Linked DNA regions of Sus scrofa: region 2 is linked to region 1. The links are chromatin contacts, called in public promoter capture Hi-C maps. All regions are on one chromosome and are shown on one strand. Each heading gives the region's core, a stretch centred on a gene start, on an enhancer-like site or on the middle of the called end of the contact. The rest is flanking DNA. Distances are from core to core; before and after follow the strand shown.

Region 1 (5,159 bases), core at 996-3,495:
GCCAGGGATCACATCTGTGCCCCAGCAGTGACCCCAGCCACTTTGGTGACAATACCAGATCCTTAATCTGCTAGGCTACCACAGCACTCCTGGGCCAGCCCTTTACATTAAAGAAGGCTCTACTATTATTATTATTTTGCTTATACCCAGATACTCACATTTAGGATGCGTGAATTAGTAGTAATCACAATGATGACATGAAAACCAGAATTTATACTGGAACATTCTCTATAGCAACTGCACAGAATGTGTCACAAGACAGAAGCTCAATAAACACTAGTAAAGTTGAACTACTGCTATAATTTAAGCTTCATAGTAACTTGGTATAAAATGGTCATTCTTGATTCAGAACAAATTTCATTTGTGAAATGCCCCCCATTTGATGATAGTTAGAGAGCTCTCTTCATGTTAAGAGGACTGAAATGAAGGGAGAAGCTGAGCATATGGCACCTTATGCAGGCATCTTATATACATCTCTCGCTTTACACTTCTAATGGTGATGAGCAGACTTTCCTCACACCCAGAGTGATTGAGGATGACACTCTTTACCTTTATCTCTCTTCAAGTACTCCAGCAAAGTCCGGATGGCAGCTACTGCTGAGGCCATATCAGGATCTTCTTTCATTTGAGACTTAAAGTATTCAATTAACTCTGCGAAGGGATAAAACAGTGGCTTATCAAGGTGATTTATTGGGATGGACGACAAGAGTTTATCAATGACTGCTGAGCTTAAAAAACAAGCTAATTTAAAAATTATTTTCTGGAGTTCCTGTTGTGGCCCAGTGGGTTAAGGATCTGACGTTGTCTCTGTGAAAATGTGGGTTTGATCCCAGGCCTCCCTCAGTGGGTTACAGACCTGGTGTTGCTGCAAGCTTTGGCTGTAAAAAGAAAAAAAATATAAATGTATATATTTTCTTTGCAGGGTGTTTGGCTTCAGGGGCACATCAATTTTGATAGGACTAGAGATGACATCACTTTACTATTGGCAAGCTTTCTCAGTCATTTTGAAAAAGCTATCCATGTACAATGGCATAAAATTTAAGCTCCACCAAATGATAGTGAAAGGTCATTCTCCCCCTTAATCTTTCTTTTTTTTTGGATGTGCCAGCAGCATGTGGAAATTCCTAGTCCAGGGATCCAACCCCGGCCACAGCAGTGACCGGAGCTGCTGTAGCAACACCAGTTCCTAAACCCACTGCACTTCAAGGGAATTCCCTTTTTCTACTTTTTTTTTTTTTTTTTTTTTTTGTCTTTTCTAGGGCCGCACCTTCCGCATATGGAGGTTCCCAGGTTATGGGTCTAATCCGAGCTGTAGCTGCCGGCCTATGTCACAGCCACAGCAACGCGGGATCGGAGCCTCCTCTGCGACCTACACCACAGCTCACCGGCAACGCAGGATGCTTAACCCACTAAGCGAGGCCAGGGATCGAACCCGCAACCTCATGGTTCCCAGTTGGATTCGTTAACCACTGAGCCACGACGGGAACTCCTCTCCCTTATTCTTGATCCCAAGTGCAAAAAGAATCCCAGAACCAACCACCTTACCGATTTCTTCTGCACCCCTCCAGATAGTGTATGCCAAGTAAAGCCTATTCGCTTACATACATATGTATGTGCATGTGTATGCAAAGGTCCACCTTTCTCTAATTTTTTCACATGAAAGGTACTATATATTAGTTATTTTTATTCACTTAATAAAACACTTTCATAACCACACTAGATGAACACAGAAACGCCTTTTGATTCTAGTACCAGATCCAACAGGGCAGGGAGTCTAACTCATACTTCACATATGAGGAAATCAAGACTTCGAAGACCTGCACACTTCGTCCGAAGTCTCACTTTTTCGGAAGAGGGCACTGGAAGCCTGGGAGAGGGGGTGTCCAGGGATGCCCCCAGGACCTATTCCCTGGATACAGGAGCAGCGAGAGGGTTCTAGTTGTGACCAGAAGAACTACATCCAGCCAAAGAGCCAGAGCTCGAAAAGTGACCACTCTCGGAACTCAGTCTGGGTGTGCGAGGTGAAGGGATCCCTGCGCGTCTCCGCTTTGGCCCAGCAGGCCCGTCGCGTTCCGATTTACCCTTGTCATCCATGGTGCCCTCCGGACCGCGGAGCGCAAAGGACCGAGAACCACACGCGATGTCTTGCTGTGTCGTGCGACCGCGCGGACCCCAAGTCACAGAAACTGACAGTGCGCGGTGCAGCGCCGCACTCCACTTCCGGCGCCATGAGGGCGGGGCCGTGGATAAGGGCTTGCTGCCTGAGCCAAGACTCTTTTTACGTCACTCGGTGGCGCCGGAAGTTGGGGCAAGCGGAATCTGGGAGGTTCGCCTGGCAGCAGCTGCCGATACGCTGAGGGACACTGGCCGCCATGGTCTCAGACGGTGAGGGCTGCGCTGGCGGGACCCGGACCCCTGGGCTGGGCAGAGTTTGCCCGGCCAGCATCAACCAAATGGAGTTTATCTTAGGGGCTGGGTGGAACCTGTTTGATCTTTAGAGAAGTAGCGAATGCATTCATTCATTTAGTAAATATTTTTGGAGCGCCTCTTGTATTCCAGGCGTTTCTTTATGCTCTGGGGTCGTAGCAGTTGTCCATGCATCCTTCAAGTGTTTTAATCAGTATAACAATCTTGTGAGGGAGGCCGACCTGGTGTGGTCTCTGTCTACAAATAAGGAGGTGGAGACCCAAAGAAAGAAATTCACAGGGACATTCCATGTGTATAGCTACACATCTCTCCTGACAGGTAACAATTTCTTTTTTTTCCAGGCTTGATAGTAGCAAGGAACGTATGGCCCTGAGAATTGTGGGATGGGGCTTGATGGGAACTAAGGCCAAAGATTTATGGTCAGAGGAATGAGGGCCTGTGAGAGTTATTAAGTGCTGCTTTGTGCTAGGCACTTTGTTGTGTGATTTACACATTCCTCGTTAAGGAGTCCAGGGTTTGGAGGGCAGAGTTGGGAAGAGAGATCAGAAACACAGCTAACTGTAAAATGAGCTAGTGAGTACTGTCATTAGAAGAGGGGAATGCTGTGGGCGGTCAGAAGTAGGCAGGGGGGCATTGAAAAGCCACGGTCTTTAAGAGTCCAGCGGATGTGTCTTCAGAGCTGGGTATTGGCTCTGCTCCTTGCTGGAAGGCCGTGTGATTTAGATCAAGTTACTTTCTTTTGCAAAATAGAAGTTTCATTGAGTCTAAGAAGATATTGATTATGAAATGTGCTTTTATTTTATTTTATATACCACTAAGAGAGAAAATAGAATGTGGTCAGTCATGATAGTAAGATACCATGCTGATTTCAGCAACTGTCAAATGTTAAAAAAAAAAAAAGGTTGTATATCTTATAATTGATGGAAGATAGCAATAAGTCCCTCGTTGTATTGTTGTCAGCATGAGATGGAGTGATAGGATTACATGTGCTGGAACCTCATTAGAGGGGCTGGCATTTCCATTCTCTGGAGATGGGGGAGCCAGGAACTGTTGGAATATCTGGGGAGGGCTTCTGGAGAAAGAGATAGCATTGATTTGGGGCCTTGGGGAATAAAGATGATTTGAATATGTAAGCAGAAAAGATGAGGTGAGATTATCCTAATCAGGAGATGAAACTGGAGGAAGGACGGTATGAGGACAGGGAAGGCATTTTTGCTTTTTGCTGTTAAGTGAGCATCCTGGGTTTTTAATTACCATTGTGTGCTGGCAGGGTTCATGTCTGTCACCTCAGTTATAACGTAGGCTCCTTGGTAGTGGGACCCAGTATCCCCAACACTTGACACTGGTACTTAGTGTAAATATTTAACTGAATTAATGAGTTAAATTAGCCTCATTAGCTATGTCTGTCACTTTGGAGTGTAGCCTAATTCCTTTCACAGTGGAATTCTTACATAGCAGTTGCTTTTCCCTCTGGTTTTCACCTTTTAGAGATAGGTACATTATTATAATTGGCTTTGCTGCTAGGTGATTTGAAGGAGTTGAAGCTATATTGATTCTCTGCCTTGAAACCTCCCACCCTTTCCTGCCCCATACCTGCAATTCTATTACTAGAGATCTTACTACTGATTAATCATTGCCTCTGTCCTGCATTTTATCTTCGGGTTTATATAATGGGCATTTATTAAGCATCCACCACTGGCCAGGCAGTGTGCTGGGATCAGAGGATAAGCAGTGACAAAACAGACAAAAAATCCCCATCACAGAGCTTACATTCTAGTGCCTGAAAGGTGTAGATGTACGGAAGGCAAGCAAGAGCTTGCTAAGGGACCACAGAGCTTTAACTTTTTTTCCTTTTGACTGTACTTGCAGCATGGGGAAGTTCCTGGGATGGGAATAAAAGCTGCGCCACAGCAGTGACCTGAGCCACAGCAGTGACAAGACCAAATCTTTAACCTCTTGGCCACGAACTCCAAGCTTTAACTCTTTTTTTTTTTTTTTTTTAATTAATTTTATTTATTTTTGTCTTTTTGCCATTTCTTGGGCCGCTCCCGCAGCAGATGGAGGTTCCCAGGCTAGGGGTCGAGTCGGAGCTGTAGCCGCCAGCCTACGCCAGAGCCACAGCAACGTGGGATCCGAGCCGCGTCTGCAACCTACACCACAGCTCACGGCAACGCCAGATCCTTTAACCCACTGAACAAGGGCAGGGACCGAACCCGCAACCTCATGGTTCCTAGTCGGATTCGTTAACCACTGTGCCAGGACGGGAACTCCTTTAACTCTTTAAAAGAACTTGGACTTCTGTTAATCTCACTGTAGGATGATAAACATGTAAAGGCTTGTAGTGGTGCCTGCCCTGAATTTAATTTACAAATTGAGAATCTTAGCTTTATTGCATTTTTATCAGACTAATATTTTTTATTTTTTGTTAATATTTTCAGAAGATGAATTGAATCTTCTAGTAATCATAGTTGATACCAACCCAATTTGGTGGGGAAAGCAAGCATTAAAAGAATCTCAGGTAAGATTGAGAAAATTTTTGGATAATTCTGGTTTGCTTGAGTATGTGCGTGTGTATGTGTATATATGTACATGTATGTGGGTTTATATGTGTGTGTGTGTGTGTGTATGTGCGTATATATATTTTTGCTTTTTAGGGCTAACCCCACAGCATATGGAGGTTTCCAGGCAAGGGGTCAAATCAAAGCTGCAGCTGCTAGCCTACACCACAGCCA
Region 2 (5,136 bases), core at 59-2,558, 280 kb before region 1:
AGAGCAAATCACCCCCGAACCCCACAATTTTACCCTCCCCTCCCCCCGGTGCCTTTCGTCCTTGGGAGGAGACCCTGGACACAGCCTAAAGCTGCCTGACAACTTCTGGAGGAGTTTCCTGGGACCGTCCAGTTCCAGCCCCAAGGAAGGGAGAGGACGGCCCCTAGGCTTCTGCGGGAGGGGACCTTCCAAACCCAGAGTTGGGGGCTCAAGATGCGGGGCCCCGAAATGCGGGCCCCAGGCCGAAATGCCGCCCCCACCCTCCGCCTGCAGGCACTCCGAAACCCCGGGTCTTCAACTTCGCTCATTCTGCCGCACACGCCTGAGGGGACCTTGCCGCGAGCCCCATTTTGGGCACCCCGCTCCCACGCGCCAGGCCGAGCCGCCACCGATGATGTCCCCTGCACCGCCGGTGACCCCAGCGGCCCCGGGCCCTCAGGGCGGGCTGCACTTGGCACGCTCGCCACCCCGCAGCGCTGCCGCGCGTGGCCTAACCTTGCTCACGTGCACGCAGCAGTCTCGGCCCCCGCCCGGGCTTGACCCCCGCTCCCCAAGGGCGGCCCGCGCCCCGCTCCCGGAGCCCCGCTCCCCGCGCGGCCCGGCCGCTCCCGACTCCCGCCGGCAGGGGCCCTCGCCGAGCCGCCCAAAAGCCGGAGGAAAACGGAGCCGAGAAAGCCTCCCCCGCCCTCGCTCGCCGCGCTCCCCGCGAGCCCTCAGCCGCCGGCGTGGGGGGGACCGCGGCGGCAGCCAGCGCCCCGGGCCCCGGCCCGGCCCGAGGCCCGGCGCGGCACAGGGCGCACCAGCGAACTTTGGCGGCGTGGGCGCCAGAATCATGGCGGCGGCGGCGGCGGCCCCGCTGCCCCGGGCCGGGACCCGGTGCCTGCCACCCCCGGCCGCCGCGGGTCCCCGGGAGCCGGGGCCGGGGCCGGGCGCGCGGGCCCTCAACTTGGCCGCACTTGGGGCGCGGCGCACGCGGCCCGCAGGGCGCACTCACTTACCGGCGTTGAGGGAGGCGGCGGGCATGTGCGCGGTCAAGTTCGGTTTGTAAGACATCCCCCCGAGCGGCGGGGCGCGCCGGGGCGCAGCGGGGCCAGGCCCGCGAGGGCGACGGCGGCGGCGAGGCCGGACGGCGGCGAGGCGGCCCCGGCGTCCGTGCGCCCGTCCGTGCGCCCGCCGAGCTCCCGCGCACTTTTTGTTGTTGACGGCTCGGGCCGCACCGGCAAATATGGCCGTCCCTCACCCTGACACCCGCTGCAGTATATCACCCATACATCGGGCGGGCGCGCGGGCGCAGGGGCGGCCGCAAACTTTGAGCGGAGCCAGCGGGGCCGGCCCGGGCCGGGAGGGGGCGGCCCGGCGCGCCGCGGCCCGGCGTCAGGGGGCGGCTCCGCCCGCTGCCGCGCCCCGCGCCTCCGGGCGCGCTCGGCGCCCGCAACTTGGCAAAGTTTGGGGGGCTGGGGTCCCGGCGGCGCCCGAGGCCCGCGTGGGTCCCTTTCTTCTTCTACGCAGGCGGCGCCTGAAGATTTGTTCTTTTACCGATTAATTTTTTTAATAGCTAGGTAGGATTGCAGAATTACTTTTTTCCCCCTGGACTGTGGGGGCAGGGATGGAAAATTACCTGGAGAAAATGGTGGCGAGTGGTATTTTTAAGCGCGTAGATCTTTCCAGACGCCAAGGTCTGGCTACACCCCAGAGTAAGAACAACCAATTTTTGACATTGATTTCAAATAAATTTCACGTCCCTGTCGGTATTAAGTGGTTTTAACCCTTTAGGGGCCTAGACACCTTTGAGACTGTACAAAAGCCAGCAGCCTCCTCCCCTGGAAAATACACCCGAACATTCACACAATTTTGCATCTTAACACATTCAGATACTTAAGAAGCGCCTACTGTGTGCGGTGCACTGTTCCAGGTGCTAAAGATACAGAATAAACTTGACAAAGTTTCTTCTCTCCTGGAGAATTTTTTTGCAATTTTTGACTCTCCTCTACCCCCACCCCAGCCCACTTCTCAGATCTGACTGAAACACAATCACCAAATGTATTTTGCATTAGGTGATGAAGCTTTTGAAGGTATTATTTCTTGGAGTTCTGCTTGAATAGTAAATCTTGTCAAAATACAAGAGATGCCCACCCTTTTCTGCCCTTTGTAATCGCCATGCTTTGCCGAATTTTTTTGATTAGCCACAGACATTCAGATACATCCGGATCTACTGAGGAAGGCATCAACCTTTTTGCCTGAAAGCAAAGGGACACCATCCATGCCTTCCCTCCATCCCTTTAGGAATGAAGGTACAGGTGACACTCCCTTCTCAGCACCCCTTGTGATAAGCTTTAGGCTGGTTCAGCCAAGAATGTTCAGTGATTCTGCTGTTAGGCACCGGGGACTATATCCAATCGCTTGTGATAGAACATAATGGAAGATAATGTGAGAAGTGTGTGTAAGTATATATATATATGTGTGTATGTATGTATATATGTATGAATGACTGAGCTCTTTGCTGTACAGCAGACATTGACAAGAACATTGTAAATCAACTATAATAAAAAAAAATTTTTTAGGTGTTCCCATCATGGCTCAGCGGCAACAAACCCGACTAGTATCTATAAGGATGCAGGTTCGATCCCTGGCCTTGCTCAGTGGGTTAAGGATCTAGCATTGCCGTGAGCTGTAGTGTAGGTCACAGACTCGGCTCAGATCCTGAGCTGCTGTGGCTATGGCATAGGCTGGCAGCTATAGCTCTGATTCAACCCCTTAGCCTGAAAATTTCTATATGCTACGGGTACAGCCCGAAAAAGACAAAGACAAAAAAAAAAAAAAAAAAAACACGTTTTTTTTTAAGAATGCTCAGTGAAATTTTTTTCACGAATAAATTAATATCACCCTTTTGCTACCCTGCCTCTAGAGGACCAGTACTCTAGAGTAGCATTGTCTAAAAGAAAAGTATTGCAGGCCACGCAAATAATTTAAAAGTTTTAGTAGTCACATTTTAGAAAGTAAGAACTGGTGAAATTAATCTCAATTATAACATAGTTTATTTAACATAATATACCCCAAAATGGTATGATTTTGATACATAATGAATATAAAGCAATTATTAAGATACTTTACATTCTTTTTTATGATACTAAACTCTTCAAAACCCAAACTGTATTTTACCCTTACAGCTCATCCTTATTCAGACTGGCCACAGGTCAAGTGCTCAGTAGCCATGATAGCTAGCGATTTTCCTGTTGAACCAGTGAAGGGCTAGAAACTACAAGAATTGGACTCATAAGGTATTCATTCTGGCTCCATCACCTGCCAGCTGTTTGACAAAACCTCCATTTCCTTGCAGCAAGAATCCAGATCTCTGTGGCCTGCCTCAGTCCCTTCTACAGATGCTGTGGGCTCTTTTCTTTCTATGTTGTGTTTTTAACATGCTGCCCACCATCCCCCTCACTAATCGTTATTGAAAAATATTTTTCCTTTTGTTTTTAATTGAGATCTAGTTTACTTAGTATAAAATTTATCCTTTTAAGTGGTTAAGGATTCGAGATGTTGATACTGCTATGGTGGGAGTTCAATCTCTGGCCCAGGAACTTCTGCATGCCACTGGTGCAGCCAAATAAAATAAAATAAAATATACAGTTCAGGGAGTTCCTGTTGTGGTTCAGTGGTCAACGAATCCTACCAGAAACCATGAAGTTGCAGGTTCAATCCCCGGCCTTGCTCAGTGGGTTAAGGATCTGACATTGCCATGAGCTGTGGTGTAGGTTGCAGATGTGGCTTGGAACCCACGTTGCTGTGACTGTGGCATAGACCAGCAGCTACAGGTCCAATTAGACCTCTAGCCTGGGAACCTCCATATGCTGTAGGTGCGGCCCTAGAAAAGACCAAAAAAAAAAAAAAATATATATATATATATATATATATATATATGCACACACACACACACACACACACACACACACACACACACACACACACACACACACTTCAACAGTTCAGTGAGTTTTGTGATCATCACCACCACTATCTAATTCTAGAACATTTTTGTCATCTGAAAAGGAAAATCTATACCTAACAGCAGTCACTCCCCATCCCCCACTACCCATAGCTTTAGGCAGCTGCTAGTCTACCTTCCATGCCTATGGATGTACCTATTCTGGACATTTCCTATGAATTAAATCATACAATATGTGTACAGCCTTTTTCACTTAGCATAGTGCTTTCAAGGTCCATTTATATTGCAACATGTATCAAGACTTTGTTCCTTTTCATGGCTGAGTATTTCCACTGTATGGATAGACCACATTTTGCTTATCCATTCATCAGCTTATGGATATTTGGTTTGTTTTCACTTTTTACTATTATGAATAGAGCTGCTATGAACATTTGTGTACAAATTTTTGTGAATATGTTTTCAATTCTTTGGGGTATATACCCAGGAGTGGAATTGTTGGGTTACATAGTAACTCTATGTTTGACTTTTTGAGGAATTGCCACTCTATTTTGCATAGTGACTGTACCATTTTACATTTCTACCAGCAATGTGTAAGGTTTTCAGTTTCTCCATATCCTCACCAACACTTTTGTTATCTGGCTTTTTTTTTTTTTTTTGTCTTTTGTCTTTTTGTTGTTGTTGTTGTTGTTGTTGCTATTTCTTGGGCCGCTCCCGCGGCATATGGAGGTTCCCAGGCTAGGGGTCAAATCGGAGCTGTAGCCACCGGCCTACGCCACAGCCACAGCAACGCGGGATCCAAGCCCGGTCTGCAACCTACACCACAGCTCACGGCAACGCCGGATCGTTAACCCACTGAGCAAGGGCAGGGACCAAACCCGCAACCTCATGGTTCCTAGTCGGATTCGTTAACCACTGCGCCACGACGGGAACTCCTATCTGGCTTTTTTATTTTAGGCATCCTAGTGAGTGTGAACTGGAATCTCATGGTTTTGATTTGCATTTCTTTAATGGATGATGATATTGAGCTTCTTTTCATGTGCTTACTGGCCATTTGTTATCTTCTTTGGAGAAACATCTATTCTAATCCTTTACCATTTTTAAACTTGAGTTAACTTTATGTTAAGTTTTAAGATTTTTTTTACTTTGGATACTAGTCTCGTCTCAGACTTAGAGTTTGCAAATATTTCTCC

What was found. Promoter capture Hi-C pulls out the DNA fragments that hold promoters and counts their contacts.
Region 2: a promoter capture Hi-C map of liver shows a contact between it and region 1, with 5 times the contacts expected there. The contact joins the promoter of CDK2AP1 here to the promoter of EIF2B1 in region 1. A contact is called at or near these places in 2 of 5 promoter capture datasets (fetal liver and liver) and 1 of 2 datasets of contacts at active chromatin or transcription factors (alveolar macrophages).

The regions. Positions count from the first base shown.
Region 1 is chr14:29,352,583-29,357,741 of Sscrofa11.1, reverse strand. EIF2B1 (translation initiation factor eIF-2B subunit alpha) reads right to left here and starts at 2,245. Exons shown (of 9, transcript XM_005670583.3): 1 at 2,082-2,245; 2 at 550-651. The coding sequence starts at 2,094. GTF2H3 (general transcription factor IIH subunit 3) reads left to right here and starts at 2,277. Exons shown (of 13, transcript XM_021072258.1): 1 at 2,277-2,385; 2 at 4,866-4,945. The coding sequence starts at 2,373.
Region 2 is chr14:29,627,256-29,632,391 of Sscrofa11.1, reverse strand. It overlaps CDK2AP1 (cyclin dependent kinase 2 associated protein 1), which reads right to left and starts at 1,308. Exons shown (of 4, transcript NM_001190166.1): 1 at 999-1,308. The coding sequence starts at 1,053.